Linked DNA regions of Hordeum vulgare: region 1 is linked to region 2. Evidence: chromatin contacts called from public Hi-C data. All regions are on one chromosome and are shown on one strand. Each heading gives the region's core, a stretch centred on a gene start, on an enhancer-like site or on the middle of the called end of the contact. The rest is flanking DNA. Distances are from core to core; before and after follow the strand shown. Region 1 holds the start of LOC123399035 (RNA cytosine C(5)-methyltransferase NSUN2). Region 2 holds the start of LOC123399424 (putative wall-associated receptor kinase-like 16).

The links. Hi-C and Micro-C count contacts between places; a contact is called where the count stands out from the background.
Region 1: a contact with region 2 is called in a Hi-C map of leaf, with 4 times the contacts expected there. The contact joins the promoter of LOC123399035 here to the promoter of LOC123399424 in region 2. A contact is called at or near these places in 3 of 6 Hi-C or Micro-C datasets (leaf and seedling).

What each region holds. Positions count from the first base shown.
Region 1 is chr5H:469,547,975-469,555,306 of MorexV3_pseudomolecules_assembly, forward strand. It overlaps LOC123399035 (RNA cytosine C(5)-methyltransferase NSUN2), which reads left to right and starts at 3,216. Exons shown (of 15, transcript XM_045093465.1): 1 at 3,216-3,528; 2 at 3,908-3,996; 3 at 4,920-4,986; 4 at 5,067-5,182; 5 at 5,845-5,911; 6 at 6,017-6,065; 7 at 6,499-6,584; 8 at 6,714-6,967; 9 at 7,045-7,100. The coding sequence starts at 3,355.
Region 2 is chr5H:469,215,129-469,221,855 of MorexV3_pseudomolecules_assembly, forward strand. It overlaps LOC123399424 (putative wall-associated receptor kinase-like 16), which reads right to left and starts at 4,498. Exons shown (of 4, transcript XM_045093834.1): 1 at 3,984-4,498. The coding sequence starts at 4,430.

The DNA of each region.
Region 1 (7,332 bases), core at 1,966-4,465, 330 kb after region 2:
GCGACGTTCTCCAACATGAAGGTCTCTAACAGATCCATTCCTGCCACTTCGTAGCGGACCAGACCAATCAACGCTTTGACTAAAGGCTCCACCTGGGCTTTCTCCTCCTTCATCGACACTAACGTCCTCAGAGCACTCGGTCGCTCTAAAGTAAAGGGAGGGAGTCCACTCGACATATTCGGGCAAGCGACAAAATTACAGTAAAACCAAGTGGCTTGCCAGTTGCGAACCGACTCGGGAAAGGTCATGACAGGATAACTACTTTTGGCTCTCTTTTGAAGTCCTAAGCCCCCACACAACTAGATGATATGGGTCTTGTCATCAGTCGGATTGACCTTCTTTACCGACTAAGAATGCACAATGAAGATAGATTTAAAGAGTCCCCAGTGAGGAGGACACCCCAAGAAACACTCGCATAAAGTTACAAAGGCAGAAAGGTGGGCAATGGCATTCGGAGGGAAATGATGTAACTGCGCCCCGAAGAAGTTCAAGAACCCCCGAATAAAAGGATGAGGCAGCAGAGATAAACCTCTTTCGACGTGGGTCAGAAGGAGGACTTCATCGCGCGGCTCAGGCTTGACTTCATCGCCAGGAAGCCTCCAAGATTTGTCCGCCAGCATGCCGTGCTCGACGAGTTCGAGGAGGTCCTCCTTCCGCATAGTGGATCGGAGGAAATCCCCCTGGATCCAGCCCGGCGGCAGAGCCCGCTTCCTAGGCTTGGAGCCGCCCTTCTTCTTCGCCTTCTCTAGCTTGCCGGTTTGCCCCTTCATCACGGCTACGGCAGGGAGATTGGTTGCTGAGAGCTGGGCTGGTGGCTAAGGAGAAGGAAGATCAGAGGAGAAGAAAGAGTTGGTGCCGTTCCAAACCTTAGCGCCGACGTCTTTTATAACCAACCGACTGGGTCTCTGGCAAGTGCACCCTCAGCTTATCCCTTTGATGGCCACCGCGAGATACGTGGCGGAGATAGAGGCGCAAGAATCGAGGCGACGCGATCCACTTGATGGTGATGACGTCATCGCAACGTTGCGCGCGGCAACCGAAGTTTTCAAATCCCGAAAAATCCGGGGCTGACAGGGTGACTGGTCACATCAAAAGATCCCGTCAGATGCGCCGATTCGCTAGTTCACTCGGATCCTCAAAGTCACTTAGATACTTTGGACCAAGCAGAATCGATCAAGGCGAATGATGAAGATTTCGATCGACATCCAATTCAGCAAAACTTTGGAGAGCATTCAAATTCGGTCTGCTATATCAAGATTTGCAGCTACACCTTCACCACTCGAACCTCGATCCATTCGGGGGATAATGATGGGGTTATAGCCCTAGAGTAGGGTCATAGGCCTGACCTATAAGTCCTACCCAAGGGCACCTCATTATTAGCTTGAAGGTCACAAGATACCTACCGACTGGATTAAGACAACCTCTTGCCCACTCGGTATAAAACCACTCGAAAAATTATCTTATACTCGACGACTGGATTCCACTCGGTGAAGACCAGAAGCCAGTCGACATAGAAGGCCAGAAGCCACCTCAGGGAGGCTAACGGTCATACGTTAGACCACTGTAGTTATTTTCATTTATGCGTATGCATTTAATCTCACTTATTGCACCCTTGAAGGCTTGGCACTTATGAGGGGCCGCACACTCTATATAAGGGACCCCTCCCCTCTGGCACAAGGGTTCGCATTCTGTAACACCTGTATCCCACTCGACACAAAAGCTCGAGGGCACTAAGACGTAGGGCTATTATCTCCACCGCAGAGGGGCCTGAACTCGTACAACCTTGCCGTAGCTAGGACTCTGCCCTCTACTTTCATACCCTACTCGTCTACTGTCAGGCTTATTTCCACGACAGGAGGTTCGTCGAGTGGATTTGAGTGAAAACCTCGCTCTCGGTTTGTTGCTAAGACCGGCGACGGCGACACTGTTTTGTGTCGTTACCTTCTTGAGGGCATCGCCGTGGAGAAACTCAAGACCTCTATCCGCTACCTCTGGGGGAAACCCTTGATCAGTAGATCGGATGACGGCGGCGCTCTGGTGTCGTTTCCTCCTTGGGGGCGTCATTTTTGGAGGTGTACACGGGCTCGAGGGACCAGTGGACGGCTTCTTTGGTGGAGCGATGCTTCATCTTACTCATTGATGGTGATGCATCTCGGTCGCGTGGGGCAGTGGAGACTCGTTGTCCGATGCGCGAAGATGGACTCACGCAGGAGGAGGACGCTCTCTGACGTCATGGTGGCGTCAATGGCAGAGAGGTCTGGCAATGTCAGTGTGTTAGTTTCTACTCTAAAGATGGATTGGTGGAAGACGGCATCGACGACACATGAGAGTGCGTTGGATCGGTTTGTACCACAAACCCAACATGTGGCTCGGTTGGGGCCTCCGGCTTTAGATGTTAGGCTTTTGTGTGATGTATGTTTCGTATTAGGCTCGGACTATCGGCACCCCTTCATCAAGTGGTTAGGAGAAGCGATAATTGTTGCTAAGATGATGATTTCAGACAAACTGATGTACTACTTATAAGACCTTTGTGAATAATTAATAAAATGACCGCATGCATCATCTAGATGCACACGCGAGGAGTAATCCTCCTTTTCTAAAAAAGGTTGTTATTATTAGACGGAGGGAGTAACACAAATAAACACAAACTGAGACATGCACGAGATATGATACAAATATCATAAACCAAAGAAACACAAGCATGGCAATATGATGCCTATTGGGTGAGATGCACAATTCCCCTTTATGAACCTGTCCGTGTGGTCCACCTCCCGAGCCATCCCTCCGGGGATACCCAACCCCCCACCCCGTTATCCCTACCGCTTCATCTTTGTGGAAGGTCACGACGGCGAGGATGCTGCGCTCCGGCGAGGGATTTGGGAGGAGAGAACGATCTGCAGGGAAGAGCACAATAGGAATGATTTTTTTTTTTTTTTGAGAAAAACAAGAGGAATGGCTGTGTGCATGTTTTTTTTGAGACACAATGGCTTTGTGTACGTACAGCAGCGTCCGAGCCCATCTATCTCCTCCACAGTCATGGAGGTGTGCCCATAGGTGCCGGCCCACACGTCTACAAACTGCTAAGCCCATTAGGCTTCTCGTGTGAATTTCAGCCCATACACTACTAGTTCGCGCTTCTCCGATTCGCAATGAGCCCAACCGGAGCCCGCCTGACGTTCCCCACCCATCGCGACCTCCTCGCCTTTCTTCCCACCTCCGTCGCCGCCACTCCCTAAACATCACCAACAAACCTGCAGGCGCTCCAACTCCTGCCACCGCCACCGCCACCGCCAACTCCCTCCGCGCCGCCTCTGACGGGTCGCCGCAGCTGCGGAGCGCGCGCTAGAGGGAGAGATGGGGGGCGGCAGGAAGCGCGGGCGCTCGCAGCGTCGTCACTTCAAGCAGGAGCGCGAGAACGTCTGGAAGGACAACCCCAGGCGCCCTCCCGCCTCCGCCGGCGAAGGAGGCGAGGGCAACGGCTGGCAGCCCTTCGCCACGGAGAACCTGGCCTTCGAGGCTTACTACAAGGTGCAGACGCCTGGTTCAGATCACGCGTAGCTCCCCTTTTCGACATTTTTGGCTCGATGGCATTAACATGGAGCAGTGCCAGCCCTGTGATTTTCACGCGTCTTTCGTTCTAGAGCGCGACGATTTGTTGATTAGTGGCGGATGAGTCAATATAAGATTATTTGTAAGGCGCAGGTTTATGGATTGATGATTGCCGTATTGAGTACTGGTCTCTGGACCGCCTTGCTGCTAATAGCAGCATATCTGCCCTCCGCTGTCTTTGCTTCTGTCGGAGCGCCTTGTAGCTGAAGTCTTTCAACTGGATGCAGCATCACTTAGAAACTGTTGATGTGGCCTCTGTTAGAATCCTATTGAATGTGAATCTGTGTATGCCTTGCAGGGGCAGCAAATTGTTCCTGAGGAAGAGTGGGATGCCTTCATGAGCATGCTCCGGAAGCCATTGCCAGCCGCTTTTAGGATTAATGCGAGGTAACTTTGCTTTTTTTCTGAAACGTAAGCGTGCTGACATTTGTATGCATGACCTGGACTGAGCGCAATTGGATACTGACTCAATAATCAAGCCTACTAAACTTTTTGAACTAAGACTTTCCTAATTTTACTCTCTCCAGCAGAGAGCAACTATGGTATTGCCCTCTGCCTTTCCAACTCTGAGATGGATGCAGCAGCTGGCAGTCGCCCCTTCCTTGCATATTAGTTCCCCCACGTAACAGTTAGTGTGTATCAAGATGGACCAACATGCCAGATTCTTGATAGTTGCGACAGTACCAGTAATACTGTATTTGAGCGCGAATCTCTTTGTCAGTCCTTATTACCTTTACTGAAATAGAAACTTCTTGGCACGTTTATGTTCTAGATGAAAGTCCAGTTACTGGCTGTTAACTGTGATCAACTAAGTGAAAGATCCGCTAACTTCTCGAGAATCACATGTTGATCTGCCTCCTCATCCAAACAAGCACTTTATTTGGGAAATCTATGCTACTCTTTTCAAGAGGAGTTTTCATGAATATTTTCAATAAATTGGTGTTATTTAGTTTGTAAGCATATCTGGCATTCTGGCTGTTGCTCTCACTCTTTTCCAATCTATAGCTGTTGTGTTTTGTGGGCAAAATTTTGGACTTGAAATCATGGAGGTATACACTCGTTTTGTTGACAGCAAAGGATGATATGCTTTCTGTTCTGGTTTGCCTGCTGGTTACTTGCTTTTGTTCACCAGACACTTAAATATGAACACATCTGTCACCTTCTCATGTGTGTTTACTTTTAAAGAATATAAACACCCACCTAATAGTTAGAGCAAAAAGGCACTCTTTGTATTAGGGCTCCTTTTTACTTTTGTTTAAGGTTTGGTTCTTCTATTGTATCAAGCTAAAGGATTTTTATTTGCTTCCCAGCTGTCAGTTTTTTAAAGACATTTGTTCACAATTAGAAAATGACTTCAGGAAGTCGTTAGAGACTGAGGTAATTTCTAAAAACCTTATGCATGCATTTAAGGTATGACCTTAATATTTTCTATTTCATAATACTTTTGTCATGTACAGGTCAGTGATGACCATGAAAAAGAGGCTATTCGGCCTTTGCCTTGGTACCCTGGCAATCTTGCATGGCATTTGAACTTTTCTCGGATGCAACTGAGGAGAAACCAGGCACTTGAGAGGTAAACCGACCTTGTAGTGCATGCTGTTTATTTTGAATGAACCTTGCCAATAGTGTGTAGTATAGGGTGTGTGTACTTGACTACTTGTTAAACTGGTGTTTCATACAAACGAATATATCTTCACAACTTTCTTTTGCACAAAGTGATGTATCATGCTCTATTGAGATCATGCTTGTCCCTTAAATGTTGTGAAATCCAAATTGTTTTATGTATGATTGACCGAATCAAGTGAAATCCATCATGAATTGGTTACCAATCAACTTGCTGCTTCAATGATCTGCCTCAAGTTCTTTATTCTACAATTAACGGTTCACTGGAACTTGTCAGTTACCTCTTTTGAAAATTGTAATGTCATATTGTGTATTGCATTTGATGCTATATTTTCTTGTTGAAGTTGCTCATAAGATAGCGTGCTAATTGAATTGGTAGAGTAGCTGTCGACCTGTAGTGCCTTAAATAAGCTGATGCATGAAGCCATATTGCAAACGCCAAGGACGAGCTTGTTTGTCACGCACCCCCAAATTTCTTTGGAGAATAAAATTGTGTAACCATTGGCATGCTTAACAATATGCTGCCATTAGAAATTGTAACACTGGAAGCTCTTATACTTATATTCTAATGACATATCATTGTTAATTTAACATCTATTTTTTTTACTCCAGTTTCCATGAATTCTTGAAGCAAGAGAATGAAGTTGGTAATATTACCAGGCAGGAGGCTGTCAGCATGGTGGGTGCTTTATCTTTACTTTGAAGATGCCCTATATTGTTTATCTGTGATGCCTTACATATATCGGGGCAGTTCTTGTCTAAACAATGTATATTTCTTTTGCAGGTCCCACCTTTGTTTCTGAACGTGCAACCTGACCATCATATTCTTGACAGTATGTTTTATCCATCATTACACATGTTGGTGGTGAAATTTACACACCAAACATTCCGTCTTTTGAACTGCCTAATTGATCTAACTTTGGCTAATCCCTAATCTGGTTCATAACGTCCATGCCCAATAAAACAGTCGCCAAAAAGGGTTTAGAGTTCTAGAATGAGTTTTTTTGGTAGAAGTGCAAGCAAGTCAAAAAAGAAAAGAAAAACATAACATCCAGCACTTATAGCTACACAATTTGTCCATGAGGTAGCTGGATCTTTTAATTTAAGCCCACTCTTTTCAGTTTTTTTCTACGTGAGGTTGTTTTAGGCTTTTGGCTTAAACTTATTCACACAGTATTCGTATACAGTGTTCTGTTTTACTTTTTGTGAGAGGAAAGATTTCTGTTATACAGTAATATATCTCGTGAATTTTGTGACCTTGTGCAGTGTGTGCCGCTCCAGGGTCTAAAACTTTCCAGTTACTTGAGATGATCCACCAGTCAACAAAGCCTGGAGTGCTTCCAACTGCCATGGTGAATTTTTCCATCTACTACATATAGCAGATACAGCTATAGTTATTTACAATTTCTATCAATTTTCAAAAGAAAACATTAATTTCATCATCTGTTATTAATACTTTGCACTTTGTACTATGTACTCAGGTGGTAGCTAATGATGTCGATGTGCAAAGATGTAACCTTCTTATTCATCAGACGAAGAGAATGTGCACAGCCAACCTGGTAGTGACAAATCATGAAGCACAAAATTTTCCTGGCTGTAGTGTTGCAAAGTTCTGTCCAGAAGCATGCGTAGACGAGTCCAAGCTGCAGAGGTTGGAATTTGATCGTATACTGTGTGATGTGCCCTGTAGTGGTGATGGAACTGTCCGTAAGGCTCCTGATATGTGGAGAACATGGTAAATACTGTACCATTTAGCCTGTTTGCTGCTTTCATTTTCCCCTTGGTTCCTTATTTACTGAAGTGGCTACCCAGGAATATTGGCATGGGTAATGGACTTCATCGTCTCCAAGTGGAAATAGCTATGCGTGGTAAGGGCTAACAGATACTTACACCATTATCAAATATGGGTTTCGCTGAATTGTTAAGTTGGTTCTATTATAAGATTTTGCTTTTTGAAATGTATTGAAGCATTCCATGTCACCTTGTGGTTCCCTGGCACAATTCACTATTGTCATCGATAATGTTTCATGCCATCAAATATTTCATGAATCTGAGTATTTGATCACATGATGAATGAGAGATAGAATACCGCTTAGGATC
Region 2 (6,727 bases), core at 3,248-5,747:
TTGCTACAACCGGCATTTTGACTTTTGCTATAACCGTGTTATTTTTTGCTACAACCGGCATCATTTTTTGCTGCAACCGTTCACTAAAAAAGTTGCATACACGTCACGTAGATTTTTGCTACAACCGGCGTTTAACTTTTGCTGCCACGCATCATCTTCTTCGTTTTTTTGCTACGATCATGTAGATATTTTTTTTGCTATAATTATTTTTTTTGTTGCAACCGTTGCGAAAAATGTTGCACAGCGTCGAAATTTGTTGCATGAAGATAAAAATGTTGCATGAAAAGATCTGACGCTCCCCGTGCAGATCGGGCGATCAGCCTGCGACCGTCGTTAGCGCTTGTGCCGGCGCCTAGTACTCTCCTATTGGACCTCCCTGCTTCACGAGGGACGAGCAAAACACAAGACATATGCGAATGGATGCAACTAGATTAGGGTTGAGGAAACATTATGCATGTGTCAAGGATGGACATATAATTGGATTGAAAAGGTTGGGGCAAAGTTCTTAGTCAATAATGAAAATGCAACTGAATTGGAGGGGTCGACGCAACTGCACATGTCGTGTCAAAAATATACAAGAAATAAAAATGAAAAACTGAACGCAACCTTAGAAAACACAAAAAATAACGGATGCAAAACCTGGTGGTTTCTCATCTCTTCGTCATGTGGACAAGTTGGATCTGAGTCAACTCCCGTTGGTGCTCGCGTCACAGTGAGGAAAGTGAGAGATTAAAAGAAACAATTTTTTGCTAAAATAACGGATGCAACGAACAAATTTTTTTTTAGGGGTGTTCTGCAACCAACAAGATTTTTTTGCTAAAAAGAAACAAGAAAAAGGAGGCCATATAGAGTCACATGCATGCAGCACACATAGGCTGCGTGACACGAGCGGCCCACAGAACCCGTGATCAACGAAAAAACAAGCACGACCCAGGATACCAGCCATCGAAAACAGATCAAAACGTTTGCACGATTTTTTTTTCAGCAATTACATTGTGCGGTAGATAACATAGACTAGAATGGCAGTGCGTGCTTTACCGTGTCGCTTATGTTTTTTGGGGTTATACATATTCTATGTATTTTTTTAAGTTTTGATAAATATTTGTATTAATTGGTTTGGCGGATGGAGGATACAATGAATTGCCTTTTTTTTGTCACATACCCTATTCCTGGGGACATACTTTGTGGAATCTTGCTTACAGATGGATGTGTCAATTTATGATCAGAGATTACGGAAAAATTAATTTATGGTTAGAGATTAGGGAAAAAAATGGGCCAACGGTGCAAATCGGGGAAGTGGTTAGTGCGACAATGTTTGGTATAACCAATCCGTAGAGAATCGTTCGTGAATGTATCATTTATTATTATTATTATTATTATTATTATTATTATTATTATTATGGTGTTTAGGTGAATTTTTTTACCATGTGATAGGACGTCTTTTAATTAGTAAAAAACATGAGAAAGTTACTTACCTTGCGTGATGCGTTTGTTATGCTAATGCTAAACATGTCATGGACGATACTTTTGTTTTCTCACTCATTCATCGAGAGATCTCATCATGGAGTCAGGATGAACAACCCAATCAATTATGTATCCAATCAAAATTGACAAGTTGAATGAGGGGCTTTAAAATGAGATAGCTTGACGAAGTTAGAGATTTCATTGCCACAACAAAGGATTGATGGAATCGAAATCAAGAATTGACGGGGAAAAGCTTAAAAGTTAAGGAACATGATGTATTAAAAAAATGAATGAGAGAGTTCATTATGAAATTGTTGACTCGGTTAAAATTGGATGATCCAGTTTCATATTAAAAGCTCAATTAATTGCAAGGCCTTAAAAATAGAAAGCTTAGTATTATAGAGAATTAAAATAATTGAGTGATAAATTTTTGACCAAATTAAAATTAAGTGTCACAATGTTAATTGGGACCTCAATTGAATATGGGCTCCCTAATTCTAGGAAGTTTAGTGATATAGTATATATATATGACATAACTATTTCACATTCAGATGTGATTTAGTAAATCTTTACATCTTACTCCCTCTATCCTGGTTTATTGCCCCCTCTTATTTAATATCAAACTTTAATCATAAAATCAACTAATAAAATATAAACTGTATGTCACAAAAATTATATGATGATATTTATCTTTCAAATACAAATCCAATGACATATTCTTATATCATATAAATCATACTTCCTCCGTTCCTTGTACTTTTTTCCCCTCTAAACAGGCTATCGCTCCGTTTTATGAATAAAGCTACATAACAGAATACATGTCCGAACGATACATTATGGCGAGAAGGCCCTCTTACAAAGCAGATCAAAAGATACAACAATAACCTAGAACAAGCAAACAACTCGTTAAGACCCGACCGAAGACTCCTGAGTTCCACGGCAACACCCCCAAAAAGGTGACGGGGCAAAGCGTCGTCCTTGTCGAGTCCAAGCGAACACACAAATGTTTTCATCCATAGCCCTGGCATAACGATACCCACGACGACGGCTCCAAAAAGCACGCGACACCCACAGGCTCCGCCGATGCCGGCGCCATATAGCACGAAGCTTTCTCCCGGACACTCGCCAACGCCACCAAAAGGGGTCCCGGTCACCATCTGGACCATCCCATCTTCATCATATCTGGACACTGGTAGAGCAGACCAGAGCCTCCCACTACTCCACCCCTTGCCATCCACATGACCACGAAGTAGAGTCACCACCGCCACCATGAAGCCTGCCGGGAAGCCAATGATGAGGCCCACCATCTAAGACCGCCGCCTCGACATCCATGGCTCCGGACACCAACGTCCATCCACATTACAACCCTCGCCATGGTAGTAGGAGTAGAAGGGAGCACCTTTTATTCTTAGCTCGGCATCAGCCATCAGGTGTGGGTTAGCGCCTCCACAACAGGTGGCACCCATGCGTGCCTTCCCTGTCGGTCCTGATGGACCATGGGGATGCAACCTAGTGACTGTCAATGGTCGCCGATGAACAACTCGAACGACGCTAAAACCATGGCAACCAGAGCCGATCCGTCCGATGACACGGCATCACCCGAAGAGCTGAACTCGGACCGACGACACGAGCAAGCGGCTGACGCGAAGAGCACAACGCGGATCAAGCCAAGCCAACCCTTCGTATCTCCGCACCACACGCTGTCCACCACCACAGACTAGTGCCACGCCGACCACCCCATTGTTAACCACCATCGAAAAGCACAGTCGAGGTTAACAGCCCACACCAAGCTCAGCCCTCGGCTCCTCCCATCGCCAGACGCCAGTCAAGGTCGAATTTGGCCGGCCCGTCACCACCAGGGAGCGCTGCAGCATGGGGTGGCCGCCGGAGTCAGCCAGCCTCTGCGGCGAGCCGAAGCCCCGCCGCCTGCAGCTCGGTCGGGGGAAGGAGGTGGCCCAGCCGCTGCCCAAACTGTCCGGGCTTTGCCCGCCAGCACGTCGGGGCGGCGGCGAGGGGAGGACAACTCTAGGAGGGGAGGGTAGCTGCGCGGCGCTAGGGGGCGGAGGGAGCCAAAGCAAGCCCGAACCATTTCACTATGGCCAATCTTCATGTTCTTTTTTGCGCATCAATAATGGGTATGTACTTAACGGAAACAATTACTCCCTCCGTTTCATAATATAAGTCTTTTTAAAGATTATACTAAGGACTAAATACGGATGTATATAGACATATTTTAGAGTATAGATTCACTTATTTTATTTTGTATGTAGTCCTTCAGTGAAATCGTTTAAAAGACTTATATTTAGGAACGGAGGGAGTAGTGATAATTTGGTATTCTCTTCGTATTAAAATAAATGTCTTAATTTTATACTAACTTAAGTCACGTTAAGAAAAAGAGTATAATGCTTCTTTCATTTAGAATTAGTTACTAACGCTCAGACAGGTGTATCAAAGACCCCGCGCAAAAAATAATTCCAAACGGAACGGAGGAAGTATAAAATAGAAGCTAAAGTACTTACCGGAAAGCTCCTCATATAAGCGAGAGTATTACACCCGATGACGATAATTTTGTTATCCACCTCCGATACCCAGAAAGGTGTATTTCTGAGGTCCAGGCCTTCGTTTTGGTAGCTCATAGTGTCAGTGGCCACATCATAGCACCGCCACGACATGGTCGTGGCGTTTATCCAGGCCTTGCCGTCTGGCACGGAGATTTTGGTCACCTCGACATATCCCGCAAAAGGCTTGAGGATGCCATTGACGGTCGTGCAGTTGATGTTAAAGCCGCGGTGCAACGCGCACTGCTCGCCGATGCCGAACGGGAATGGGATGTCAACCTCGCCGCACTTGGCCTGGCAGCCGGTAAGGTGGGCTACCGGCACATCGGCCGTGGCCGGCACCCAAATCGCCGAAAGGCAGAGAAGAACATGGCAAGACAAAAGAAACCGAGAACACCCGAGCTTCATCTTTGCCGAACGGGTAGGTGTGGCTGCGTGCTCCTGAGCTCCTAGCACTCCGGGGATATAAGTAGAAGAATGAAAAAGCTAGCCAGGTGTTCGGCAAAAATGCACATTATTATAAACAAATGTCAAGTAGGAGTCAATAAGTCATGTCTCATCATCTTATAAAATATTCTGCATACACATGTAACATCTGTCCGGGCTGGCTGCATGTAAACCTGAGAATGGTTTTATACTTAAACCATACCCCAACCATATCCATACATTTATCTCTTAAAACCATACTTAAACCATATCCATTTGGTGTCATTTTCAGCCAACCAAAACTAAACCCATTATTTTTTCCACCCAAACCAACTTAAACCCGATGAATAACCGTGGGTTTAAAACCAATACATAACTATGGGTTTGCTTTAATATACATATAATTACACAAATTGACAAGTTAAGAAGCAAATGAGATAAAAAAGGCATAAGTGCATCTACAACAGTTTGAAAACAAAGTTATCCTTGAGATACACTCAACACACAACAAAAGGCAAAAAAAAATACCCACGTATAAATAGCTCACTAACAAGTGTATTAAAATAAAATTATTTAGCTAAAGCACAAGCAAACACTTCCGATTTTCATGCGGTATTTCTTCATAATACATAATTACATAGTGGATTACAACATGCATGCGAATCAAAGATATTCGTTCTCGGTCATCGTTGGTTATTGCACATAACCAATGCCTAGAAACCGGTTTGGACCCATAATTTATAACCGTTTATAACCAAACTGTTTAAGCCCATAACCAACTATACCCAAACTGATTTCTCCACATACCCAAACCAAAACCAAACTAAAAAAAGTTCAATCCAATAAAACCTAAACCAATCAAACCCAAAGTAATAACCGAACCGTTACATCCGATTTTCTAATAACCATTTCCAAATTTAGCTGCATGAGGCAGTGGCACATGTAGCAGACTAGCAGTCGCCGCTGGCCGGGCTGCATGCGACAGTGGTACACTATTGGATTTGACCGGGTCACGCAGGTGCAGTGCATGGCCTAGAGCGCGGGAGTAAAAGAAAACTGGCGTGGCGCGCATGCATGGCGTGACGCGCGGAAACAGCAGTTACAGCATCTCCAAGACGCGCCAAAAGACGGGTCGCATTATAAACCGTCATTTTAGAGCGCGTCAGACGGAATGGCGTGCTCCAGCGGCGACGGAAAAACAGCATGCGTGGTAACAGCTTGCGCGCGTGAAAAGGCGGCAGCTAGCAATCATTTTTGCAGCGTTCTGTCGCTTCCTCGCGCCGCCACCGCTCCACTCTCTCTCTCTCCCTCTACCTCTCGCGTCGCCGCCGCTCCAGCGCGCCGCCACCGCTCCAGCGCCCCGCCCCCGACGCACCACCATGCTGCCGCGTCGTCGTTCTGCGTTGGGCTACCGCGGCGTCCGCGAGCGCCCCAACGACGAGTTCTACACCGAGATACGATCCGGCGATCTCCGGCTTAGCCTCGGCACATACGACACGACGCACGAGGCCGCCCGCGCGTTCGACGCGGCGGCGTGACCGCGCCGCCAAATGAACTTTCAGGACGTCCACACGCTCCAGCAGGCGTTAGACGTCGCCCGCCGCCTCGTGTAAACTCCGCACAAGACCGTGCGGAGCACACTGTGCGGCAGCGCCGCCTCCTCGTCGCCCAGGAGGACGAGCGGGTCATGGCGCGCAGAGTGGCGTCGGCGCCACTCGGAGGACGTCGTCTACGAGGAGGGTTATTGGGCAAGGCGCCGCGAGGAGGCACGCGCCGGCGCCGCGAGGAGCGGTTGGACATGCGTCGGCAGAAGGCATTGGCGAGTGCGCATGCCGATATCGTCAATGCAGGCAGGAGCTCCTTCTTCACTAAGAAGATGAGCGTTGGTTCGACATCTGGCTGTCAACCTCTGACGACACCAACGATGATGATGATGGTGCAGATGATTGGAGCGACTGGGATTAGTTTTTATGTTTTCGAACTATCTAGCACCGAATTATCTATCTATGTTTTCGAACTACCTATCTAGTTGCAATCTATGTAAAATAACTTTGTATGCTTTTTATTTAATGCAATCTATTTATTAAAAAATGGTGTGCGCGCGCTGTATTTTTGGTCACTGCTGGAGCGACGCGCGCTGTGCCAGGGGCGGACCTAGAAACTATTTTAAGTGGGGCAAACAATAGGAGTGGGGGCACACTTTGTACAAATTTACATAGTTTTAGCAAAAAATTCTAAAATTTCAAAGAACTATAACTGGAGTTTCATATTTTGAGTAG